Linked DNA regions of Mus musculus: regions 2 and 3 are each linked to region 1. The links are chromatin contacts, called in public HiChIP or PLAC-seq maps. All regions are on one chromosome and are shown on one strand. Each heading gives the region's core, a stretch centred on a gene start, on an enhancer-like site or on the middle of the called end of the contact. The rest is flanking DNA. Distances are from core to core; before and after follow the strand shown. Region 1 holds the start of Bclaf1 (BCL2-associated transcription factor 1). Region 2 holds the start of Sgk1 (serum/glucocorticoid regulated kinase 1). Region 3 overlaps Hbs1l (Hbs1-like (S. cerevisiae)).

Evidence for each region. HiChIP or PLAC-seq counts read pairs in DNA pulled down with a chosen protein or histone mark.
Region 2: an H3K27ac HiChIP or PLAC-seq map of double positive thymocytes shows a contact between it and region 1, with 5 times the contacts expected there. The contact joins the promoter of Sgk1 here to the promoter of Bclaf1 in region 1. A contact is called at or near these places in 1 of 39 promoter capture datasets (embryonic stem cells) and 3 of 115 datasets of contacts at active chromatin or transcription factors (astrocytes, double positive thymocytes and embryonic stem cells).
Region 3: an H3K4me3 HiChIP or PLAC-seq map of the 230-238 cell line shows a contact between it and region 1, with 6 times the contacts expected there. The contact joins the enhancer-like site here to the promoter of Bclaf1 in region 1. A contact is called at or near these places in 7 of 39 promoter capture datasets (the 3T3-L1 cell line, embryonic stem cells, hippocampal neurons and 3 more), 2 of 484 Hi-C or Micro-C datasets (Th1 cells and extraembryonic endoderm stem cells), 7 of 115 datasets of contacts at active chromatin or transcription factors (the 230-238 cell line, the SCID.adh cell line, bone marrow-derived macrophages and 4 more) and 3 of 9 other capture datasets (adipose tissue, liver and macrophages).

What each region holds. Positions count from the first base shown.
Region 1 is chr10:20,310,629-20,314,206 of GRCm38.p6, reverse strand. Bclaf1 (BCL2-associated transcription factor 1) reads right to left here and starts at 1,738. Exons shown (of 13, transcript NM_001025392.1): 1 at 1,603-1,738.
Region 2 is chr10:21,880,263-21,883,840 of GRCm38.p6, reverse strand. Sgk1 (serum/glucocorticoid regulated kinase 1) reads right to left here and starts at 1,657. Exons shown (of 14, transcript NM_001161845.2): 1 at 1,134-1,657. The coding sequence starts at 1,202. Gm46215 (a long non-coding RNA gene) reads left to right here and starts at 1,563. Exons shown (of 3, transcript XR_001779732.1): 1 at 1,563-1,648; 2 at 2,091-2,143.
Region 3 is chr10:21,312,340-21,315,917 of GRCm38.p6, reverse strand. The region is part of intron 4 of Hbs1l (Hbs1-like (S. cerevisiae)); the gene reads right to left. Among named protein-coding and RNA genes, the nearest start is that of Hbs1l, 18 kb to the right of the region's middle. Within about 2 kb of position 1,982, at least 11 of the 459 cell types and tissues checked have an H3K27ac peak or open chromatin away from gene starts, as enhancers often do. A contact at or near this core is called in the 230-238 cell line and pro-B cells, where this site is marked.

The sequences.
Region 1 (3,578 bases), core at 489-2,988:
CACACTACCCTGAATTTGGTTAGAATCACACAAAAAATGCAAACTGGTAAGTCTTTAAAGGTCCTTTATTGCGTAACAGTACCAACTATCCCAGTTAGGGCTAATCTAGAATACAAGCTCATAGTGAGGACAAGACATTTTGTTCTACGATTCCCTTTTAATACAAAAATATATATGCTGTACCAACAGGATGTGAGTCTGAAGTGACTAACAGGTTTTTTTTCCCTTTCAATTTTTCTCCTTTTCAATTCTAATAGAAAACTTTAAATTTAAAGGTAGAAAGTACAGGTCCTCACTTTAACTAGATAAACTTAAAATATGTTGGGTATGAATTTGCACATCTATAACCCAAACACATATATACATGGAGAACCCGTAGTTCGAAGCCACTTGGACCCAAGAAGATCGTCTAGGGTACAGAAATCCAATATTCTGGTCACTCCCCAGACCAAGAAAACAAATCTTAAAACTCAGCTGGGGTGACGAAGAAGTGACGAAAAAAAAATACTATTATCCCACCACTCCCGAAGCTAAGGCAGGAGATTAACTGGGAGTTCAAGGCCAGCACTGAGTGACAGAACTATAACCTTCTTCCTTCACCCATTTATCCCCCCAATCACCGCTGCCAATATCCTCAATTTCTAAAGTGTGCTAACTCTTACCAAAAAAGGTAGCCGGGGCGGTGGTGGCGCACGCCTTTAATCCCAACACTTGGGAGGCAGAGGCAGGCGGATTTCTGTTCGAGGCCAGCCTGGTCTACAGAGTGAGTTCCAGGACAGCCAGGGCTACACAGAGAAACCCTGTCTGGAAAAACAAGAAAAAAAAAAAAAAAAAAAGGTATGTCAGCGCTTGGATTACTGAGAAAGGGCCCCTCTCTTAGTCGCATCCCGCTAGAAACTGGAACTACGCACCTACTGATCGGCTACAACAGTGAGTTGGTAGGGAGCCAAAACGAAAAACTTTGGCGCCAACACCCAGGTGTCTGCTACAAACAGATCGAAAGCCTTCATCTGATTAAGCCTGGCCTAAACCGACATATGTACCCCATAGAGGCGAGGGAGGCGGCTTAACCGCCACGCACGACGTGGCTGATTCCGTTGCTTAACTTTGTCGCAGCTCGCCGTTATCTCCTCCGAGTCCCAAAGGCTAGGACCAGGAAGGAAGACGCCTCCCCCAAGGCCAACAACAAGCAAGGCTCGGAAACTAACACACGCGGCGGCGTTGCCATGGGCAGGGAAGAAAGGGGAAAAAAGCACGCGTGCGCAGAGCCCTGGGCCGGGCGCGCGCAGGAGTCCCAGCCGAGGCCGTGGGGGAAGGGTCGGCGAGCGGTTTGCGCACGCGCACGCCGAGGCCTCCCGGGCTCCGGCCCCGAGCCAGGTTCGCAGCCCGGCCCGCTGGTGGCGCAGCTCCCCCATCCCCCCACCCCGGCGGCCCGCGGCGCCTTCCAGACCCGAGGGAGCGAGGAGGAAAACGCACGAGTAACGGCTCGGGGTCCCCGTTCCCGCCGCCGACCCGTCACCACGCGTCAGAGTTGTCGATACCCAACCGCCCTGTCGCCTCGGCTTTCTCCTTTGAGTGACTCGAATGCGGCGCGAGGCCTACCTGACACGCCGAAGCACGATGTGCGTGCAGGGTTTACCTCCGTGCTAACTACACAGCGGCCATTTCCCGACTCCAGAAGGAGAGGAAGACCATAGAGGCGGCCTCGTCGCGCTAGCTCGGCTCCGTCACTTCCGACTTGGGGCGTGGCCTTCCAGGCCGCTAAATCGCTAGGCAGGCCCCTCCCACCGTCCCGCCCAGGCGCGACTGGCGAACCGCGGTTGAGTGTAGCCCAAGGCTTTCTGGGAAGTCTCGTTGCCCGGTCTCGCGAGGTGTAGCCGACAGGGGGTGGGACAAGGGTGGGGCGGGCCCTGAAGGGCTGGCTGGCTTCTCCGCAGGCGGCTCGGCTTTGTTCGAAGAACAGTCGAGACTGATGTCCCCTGACTTCCGAGCCGCTGTTAGCGAGCCTGGCTCCTTCTGAGGCGGCGACCCAGAGCACGCCAGAAGCTCTCTCACTGAGGAAAAGGCCGGAAAACCGACGACGCAGGGCTGCGTCTGCCCGGAAGCGCCGTCCCTCGGACGCCTAACATGACAGTTACAAGGCAGTCTCTGCCGAGTGGCTTCGGGTGAACTCGCCCCCCGCCCCCTCCCGGGCCGATCGTGAGACTTGGATCGGCTGGGCGACTGCGTCACGGAATGGCTCTTAACTTCCCGGGCGCCGGAGCCTGGCCCCTGAGGCTTTCTCAGAGTTTTGTACGGATCCGGAAACCTCACGCCCTAACTGGATCTGCCAGAATCAGATTATAAACGAAGAAGCCAGGATTGAATTGAAGCAAGTTGCAGACATATTTACCTGCTGTTCTTACCAAAGCAGGACCACTCAAGGGACTAAAGCCGTTATTACGGTGTGATATTTTAGGACAACGTTAAATTCCTTGAAGGATTTCAAAGCTGTAATTGGCAGCCTGTCAGTTAAGTTCAGCATTAGAGTTTGATTCTGATCTTTAACCTTGTTCAGGGCAGCCTGTCCTCACAATCCACTCCACAGTGGAGGAAGTACCTGACTGACCAATGAATCCTGATTTTGATTGTATTTTAATTGGGCAATTGCTCCGCACCCAGCTCCCACTACCATGGTGGAAGCTATGATCTGCGCTATATGCGGGACCCTGATAGGTCTAAAGCATAAAGTAGGAGCTCAGAAAATACTTGTCAAGTAGGTGAGCTGTATTTACATGAAGCACAAAGACAGCACAACTGTGCTATTTTATATTAATGAGACAGCAGGGGCCAATAGCTCTTAATCTATTCAAAATACCAAAATCTAATCACTTTGAAGCTATTAAGTCCTGTGCAATTCTAGTATATGTTGGAAAGTTATCTTTTCATCTAAGGCAATATAATTTTTCGCTCATTAGATCCCCTGTGCTGGGCACTGAACCCGCAGAACCTGCCTGGTACGCGCTACACAATTGTTCAGCCACAGAAGTACACCTTCCTAACCTAACTTTGACCTCAAATAAATCAATGTGTTACCAAAGAAGGAAGACATGGGAACAAATAAATAAGTGGATGTCTAACAAACAGGTTGAGCCTCTGTAAGGAGCTCAGACGGTCAAGGAACCGCTCCCAAGCCCAATACAACCTGAGTTCAATCCCTGGGACCTTTATGGTAGAAGTGTAGTAGGGCCCAAGACAACTCCCTCCATGGCAGAAGTACTATTCAGGCTGTAAAACTCAGCATGTAGGCAGTCCTATCTGCCAAAAGGAAACAAAGACCTAATTCATCGAGGTCTATAGCTCTGGGGAAGTGTATGTGTGCGAAGAAGCTTGTGTTTGGGCATCTGTAGTCCACATCTAGTTAACTGCTTTTCTTAAATGAAGTCTGTCAACCCAGAACACGGTTTTTGTGCCTCTCACCCTGATAAAGCCAAGGACTACACACTCGGATCTGGAACACTCAGACAGCTAATATACTTTCCATTGCCTTAAAACCATGTCCAAGCAGTCTTCCCTGTTGAAAACTTCACAGCAGAAGG
Region 2 (3,578 bases), core at 408-2,907, 1.6 Mb before region 1:
TTTCCAGCTTGACCCTTCAGTGCTAGGAGGCCGTCCAGCCCAGCCTGTAATTCATTACGTTCTGTTGCCTTTTCGGCACACACAGACGCGGCCTGAATGAAGGGAAGGGTGAATGAATGGAAGGAAGCAGCTGGATAGGACCGCCCCGGGCACTAAATAGGACGGCACAACTGGGGCTACAGGAGCCTCCTATTGCTTAAGAGACACTCCCCATAAGGATGTCAATGATCAGTCTTCCAACAACCACTCATTTCTGAGTCCCCACTCATGTATAAATTTGCAGAGCCACAGACCTCCAGTGTGGCCATTGCAATGAACTGAGTTTATCTGTGAAACAGAGAAAGGTCTATTCATTTACAGCCCTATGACATTACTAACATTATGAATGAAAGGAATTTAAACAAATGTATACAGCAAATGTACATAGCAGCAGAACCCTCCCCGCACGCCCCCCCCCCCAATCATAGTTTGGGCTATAAAACAGGCTATCCCTTATTCTTTTGGTAAGGGCACGTGTGCTAGGCAAAATTGAGGCAACTTGAAATAGAGGGTTTGAGATGTTGGGAGTCCATCATTTCTGTCAAAGGTCACTCTGGTCCTTTCCTGTTTACCCCAAAGATAGAGATAGTGGCAGAATGGATTTGAGGAGCCAAAGCTGCTTCTAACAATTGAAGACGAAAATGCAGCAGCCCTTGAGACGGAGGGAAGGTGTGGCAAAGTTGAACCCTTCAAAGATAAGAGCGAGAGAGCTACTTAATTAGCCCAGACTAAATTGCTTCTTATTAACTGCACTCGGGCCAGCTGTCTTTGAAACTGCCTTGTAATCCTGGGCATGGCTTTGATTGAGAAATCTCAGTTCCCATCTTAAACCCATTTGAAGGCATCTCGGCCCAACCCCCTTCTTCCAATGCAACTCCTCTGAGCCCCCCCTTTCCATCAACATCTCCCCTACCCACCCCCCAACAAATATGAATCTCAGCAGGGCCAGCGCTCACCTTGACCACTGACACCAGAAGCTCTGCTTTCACGAAGGGCTCAGTAACAAAACCCGAGGCTTACCCTAGGCAAGCCTCCAAAAGCATTTGAGAGAAGCAGCGTAGAAAACAAAAGCAACAACCACAACCTGGGCTTACCCGTTTCTTAAAAAATTGGAACGCTGAGCATTTCTTGACCGGGAATCCATTCATGTCTTTGTTTACCATCTTCCACAGAAGGGACTTCACAGTTATAGATCCAGGGTGGCACCGGCTTGGTTTACTGCATCTGTATCCCGATCCGCCTTCCTGGAGACGGTGAATGAAGACCGAACGGGATGGAGAGGCTAACGGGGCTCAGTTTTTCACTCGCTCATCCTGCTGCGGCAGCGACTGCAGTAACTCGCCCCACTTTCAGAGGCCACTGGCAATGGCTTTTCTCTTTCCATCATTGCTTTGAAACGTAAGCATCACCACAACAGGACCCCGGGGCCGGATGGCGGGATACAGCAAATCTATCCAGAGATGCTCTGGCGGGCGCTCAGGCGAGAGCAGGGTACCGTCCCCGCCCCCAGCTACCGAGCTGCTCCCGGGCTGAGCGGGGAGCGAGCGACTCGCTCTGCTCCAGGTGATGCGCTGCTGGAGGCTGCTGGAGGAGAGCTGTTTTTGATTGTGTAGGTTCCAGTGGGAGCTGTAGTTAAGCAGCTGGGGGAAGGAGTAAGAAAGAGCTGAAGCCGGAGGGAGGGAAGGAGGAAGGGAGAGAGCCTCCTCAGAAAGGTAAATGGAAAGAGAAAGCAAGGCAGGAAGGAGCAAGGATGCATGCATGCATATGTGAGTAAGATCAGAGGATGGTCAGGAGACACAGAAAACACAGAACAACGGATTCCCTTGGGAGGGTTCTTTGAATTGGTTTTTCTTTGCAACAATGTGGTAACCAGAGTAAAATGCAGACCCAATAATGTAATTCTCAATGAAGTTCTTCAGATTCCGGTTCTGATACCAAGCCCCGGAGGCAGGGGGTGGGGGGCATCAAACGTGTTCCTGCCCTATGAAACCTTGAAAAATAAAATAATGTGCCTACACATGTGTAGCAGTGAATGGTCTCTTACTCTGTAGGGTCCTCGGATGCCCTTCCTTCCGCTGTGACATTAGAAGGAACAACTGGGGAGGTAAGCCCACCCTTTTCAACAGAGAAGCCGGCAGTAAGAGAAAATCAATGAACAGAAACAAAGTGTGCAAAACCAATAGGCAGAACCTTGCCCAGACCTTCACCAAAAATTCGTGCTGAATCCATTCAATGCTAAGGGAGTCACAGGAAGCAAGGACGAGTCTTTTTACATGCCCCAACTTATCCTGAACCTCTGCAAAGTGAATTCATTTAACAAAAACATTTAATTATGCGTAGCTCGTTTCCACTTGTGCTCTTTGATGCTGATATTTTATGAGTTTTGTTTTGTTTTTTAAATAGGATTTATAGCAAAAAGGTTTGGGGTCCCTGTTAGCATGTGGTTTTGATCAGCTACTTCACCTCCGGCTGTACTTTGGTCTATGAGATAGACATACACGATCACTCACTCACTCACTCATTCATTCACTCATTCATTAATTCAGCCACTCAATCACTTGTTTGACATCTCATTCTATTCAAATATAGCATTCAAATCCAAAACCAGTAAGCGTTCACTGGTAGGAAATACACTAGAACTATCCTTAAAAATAATTGTTGATTGAGTGCTTGCATGAAACCATGAGTTTAATCCTCAGGACCACAAAACAAGCAAACAAACAAAAGAAAAAACAAAACAGCGACAGACACTGTGGCAACATGGGATTAGAACCCCTGCAGTTGGGAGGTTAAAGGTAGGAGGATCAGAAATGCAAGCTTATCCTCAGAGTTTGAGGCCAGACTAGAATTCATGGGATCCTAGCCAGAAACAACACCCAAACAGAACAATAACAACAACAAAACCCACATTGTTACACCATTTATATGGGAAACGTGGATTAACTGGGGAAGAGGTGCCTGAGTTCCTTTAGAGTATGAGTTTCTATGAGGTGAGATATGGATGAAGTTGTACAAGACACAAGGATACATTATGTAATCTACAGCTTCAGTAGGCCGTGATTTTCCTAAAGGGGCCATCTAAAATCACCAGAGAGAACTCAAAGAGAATTATTCTAAGATGAAAGAAATGTTCCCCATCGGGATTATGGTAATGACTACAGTAAGAACCAAACTTCATCATGAAACGAAAAAGAATTTGTTTTGCACAGTAAAATTATACCTCAGTAAGTTTCATTAGAAAACAGTGAAAGCCATTCAATCTCTTTCCTGTTCCTTTCTTCACTGTTCCTCACAAAGTGTTATAACAGCCATTTATTGAATGTGGGTGATAAATATATATATTTTAAATAACCCAGGGAAGCGGGTGATTCTGGGGCCCTCAGTTGGATTTCCTGTTGTTCTACCACACAGACTTGCTTTGGCAGATTCTCCATTGACCTAAGGTGAAGAGAAATGTCTCATGGAGTCTATAAGGGAAGGAGACGAAGACAAAACTAAAGACTAATTCATTCTTCCTGTCCCCCAAAGGCCACCTCCAG
Region 3 (3,578 bases), core at 733-3,232, 1.0 Mb before region 1:
ATTAACATGAATCAGAACTTTCAAACAAAATATCTTGAGAAGACTGACAAACTTGTTTTAAAAACTGAAAAAAATATATATATCTTCTAAAATATAACCCAAGAGCTGAGAGCAGTGGTACACACCTTGTCAACCAGCTCAACAACGAGGCAGCTGAAGAGGAACGGTATAAGCTGCAGTCAGCATGGGCTGGCTACACAGTGAACTGTGGGCCACCATGGGTGACAGAAGAAATACTGTCCAAACTAAGCCAAAATTTAAGAAATGGCAAAATAGGAATCAAGAGTAACAATGATTATAAGGACTACTTTCTGTAGTCTATAAATAAATACATATAATTCTGCTTTTAGATAAATATATATACATATGTTGTTAAAACTTACTGAAGTTAAAACAGAAAAAAGTAAACAAAAATTAAAAACGAAAAGTTCTAAGAATAGAGATAATTTAAAAATATGGAAAGGCAAGAGAAAAAGTCTGCAGGGGTAGTAACAATTGCTATGAGGTGAAAATAAAAAGTATACGTATGTCTGCAGGTGTACTAACACCACCTATGTGGTGGGACTAAGAATACAGCGAGCCTCAGACACATATGAAGACACAATGACTCCAATCTGAAGAGAACGGAGGCAGGCACAGGAGGCGAGGGGAGGGAGAAGAGGAAGCTCAGGGAATGTACTGGGAGACTGCATGGTGGATGAACTAAACACATCAGGTGCAGGGGCTTAGGGTAGAACAATTAGGCAAACAAGAGGAAATGACCTGAACATCTCAGAGGAACTACACTGGGTCTGGTGCATGAAATACTTGAAGAGGTAATGCGGTCAATGAACAAACTCCTTAGCTGTTTCTGCAGTCCCTCCGAAAGCTAACAGCTAACGACGGGAACCAGTGGGCGATGATGTATGTCAGATGCCCTTCATTCATGGACCAAAAACTGGGTATACCAATGTTCTCCAACATGTAGTTCTAACTCCCAAGTCACACTCAAGGAACTGTGGCCATCCATCACTTACAGGCCTGCACAGAGCACTGGACAGTTTGAGTCCTCAACAGATAAGCTCCCAAGTGAGGCCAAACAGCAACACTATTTCTTATTTCAAGCTCTCATGGTAAAAACACGGGCTTCTCATGGATTTGGTGTCATGGTTTTCTATTTTTGTCTTCTTTTGTTGTTGTTTGTTTTTTGTTTTGTTTTTTTGTTGTTTGTTTTTTTTTTTTCTTTTTTGGTTTTTTGAGACAGGGTTTCTCTGTGTAGCCCTGGCTGTCCTGGAACTCACTTTGTAGACCAGGCTGGCCTCGAACTCAGAAATCCGCCTGCCTCTGCCTCCCGAGTGCTGGGATTAAAGGCATGCACCACCAACGCCCGGCTTATTTTTTGTCTTCTTAGAAGCAGAATACTGACATGTCTACAATTCCTAAGCACCAGAAAACTATGAAATGTGTTGCAAAAACAGTGCACAATAGATGAGATATTCTGTTAAACAGTCACCTGTGAGCTCACTGTAATGCAGTAATGAGATGCAATAATACATATTAATAGAGGCACATGGAGGACCAAGTTACATATTGACTGGTTAGTGTGCATGCAACCCATGGCTCATCAGTTACAGGGCACATATAGTAATACATGTCTTATACGAAGAATGTCTCAGTCGCCTTGTAGAATAGAATTAACCCAAACAATAAGAACGAGTTATCTACATGTATGTGTGTCTAAATAAACACTTACTCCTGAGTCAGACATAAGAGTGACAGTCAATTATAAGTTAGCAGGTCAGGAAGAAAGGCATCAAAGATTATACTGGGTCAACAGAGGACAATGCTAATGAAAAATCAAGAAGTAGCAGTTCAGATGAGGAGACAAAAAGAGAGAGATCTCTTTCGAAGTTACAAGTGTTGCAACTTGTAAGTAGAAGCCTACATCCACCCCCCTCTTTGAAGTAAGACTCCTCAGGCTGTTCACTTTGGCATAAGGCCTGCATCTAAACCAGCCTGCTTTAGTAAGTCAGGCGTGACAAGACAGGAAGTGTGCTCTCAATCCTTGCCCCTCCCACCATCACCTCAGAAATTAATATTCAGGACCCTGTATGAATGCTTATGTTTCTATATGAGGCATAAAATATCAAATTATAAACACACACGCACGCAGGCAATCACAATCCCATGGGGAAAAAGAACTATAAATGATGAATACATTGGAAAAAATTCTTCACACCCAGTGGATTGGTTTTTGTCTATAGTAAGATGAAAAGCAGTACTTTCTGGATAAATTATCAAAATGCCGTTCAGAAATACCAAACTCCTATAGAAACTTCTAATGGGTAAACAATGTTTTTATACTTGATTTAAGAAAACCTCAGAATTGTAATTTCTTTCAATGTAGCTTTTATAAAAATGTATATATACACTCAAAATGTGACAAGTTTCCATAGCATGAAAATTAGTTGCACAATTACAGAGTCTTATGCAGTTATAGGTACAAATATAAAAACTATCATAGAAATCCCTACTAATTCTTCCCTTTCTATCCAATATTATCTTTGCTTACACACTCATTTTATAAACAAATACATGTATATACACATACACATATACATTTGTGAACATAAGAGAAAGCTGATGATACATAACTCATTTTCAATATATAATGATCCAAACACAAGCTGTTCGAGGCCAATCTAGAAGACAGCAGACATTTTACAAACATGTTCTTTTTCTCTGCACTGTATTCTCTGAAGTGCTTCCTTTTCTAGTCACAACCCTTCCGTGGTGTCATCACTGGGGTGACAGCCAGATGCACGACAGCCCCATAGCAATATCAACTCTAACAGCTATTGCTATTTCTGAGGAAGGGTAGAAGAAAGGAAGGTCCAAAGCAGAGGGCGCACAGGTGAAAATGCAGGGGGAGCAGAACAGGAAAGGCCGGGCACAGCCAGAGCCTGAGCAGAAAGGATGCGTGGTTCTAGACAATTCCAAGAACCACGAACTTTACAGTGAAAAGGACAAAATGCCCACGAACACAACAGAGCTTTAAAGATCGAAGAGAACAAAGAGCAACAGGCATCATTCTGAACATCTTTTCCATCATTTAGAAGTAGTTTACTGTATTCCTATGTAAATGGAGGCATCTGATCATAGCACAAAGATGCCTCTGCGTGTCAACGTGGATGTTTGAAGTAGGAAACAAAGGTAACCCTAACACATTCAACATCCCTGTGTTCCCAGACAGCAGCAGCTGTACACACAGCTGTAAGCATAGTCACAATGCCTATTACCAATGAGCACACCCTGCTCTGTGCCAGGGACCATGGCAAGGGGGACAGACAGCAGGGAGACTCTCAGCTTCACTCTGAGTCTCAGAAACTGTGACATTCCCAGTCAGAAGGGCAAGACCTTGTTAAGCACAGGCCAGACAGGTTAGGAGCCAAGTGTAAAGAAAGAGGAAGGCTAGGAAGTTATTTTTTAGAAGAAATTATATATATGTAAAATATATATCATGTAAATGTAATATATATATATCTTTTCTGCACGTGAAAAAAACTCTAAGTGGTAGTTTCAATCCTAATCAGCTAACA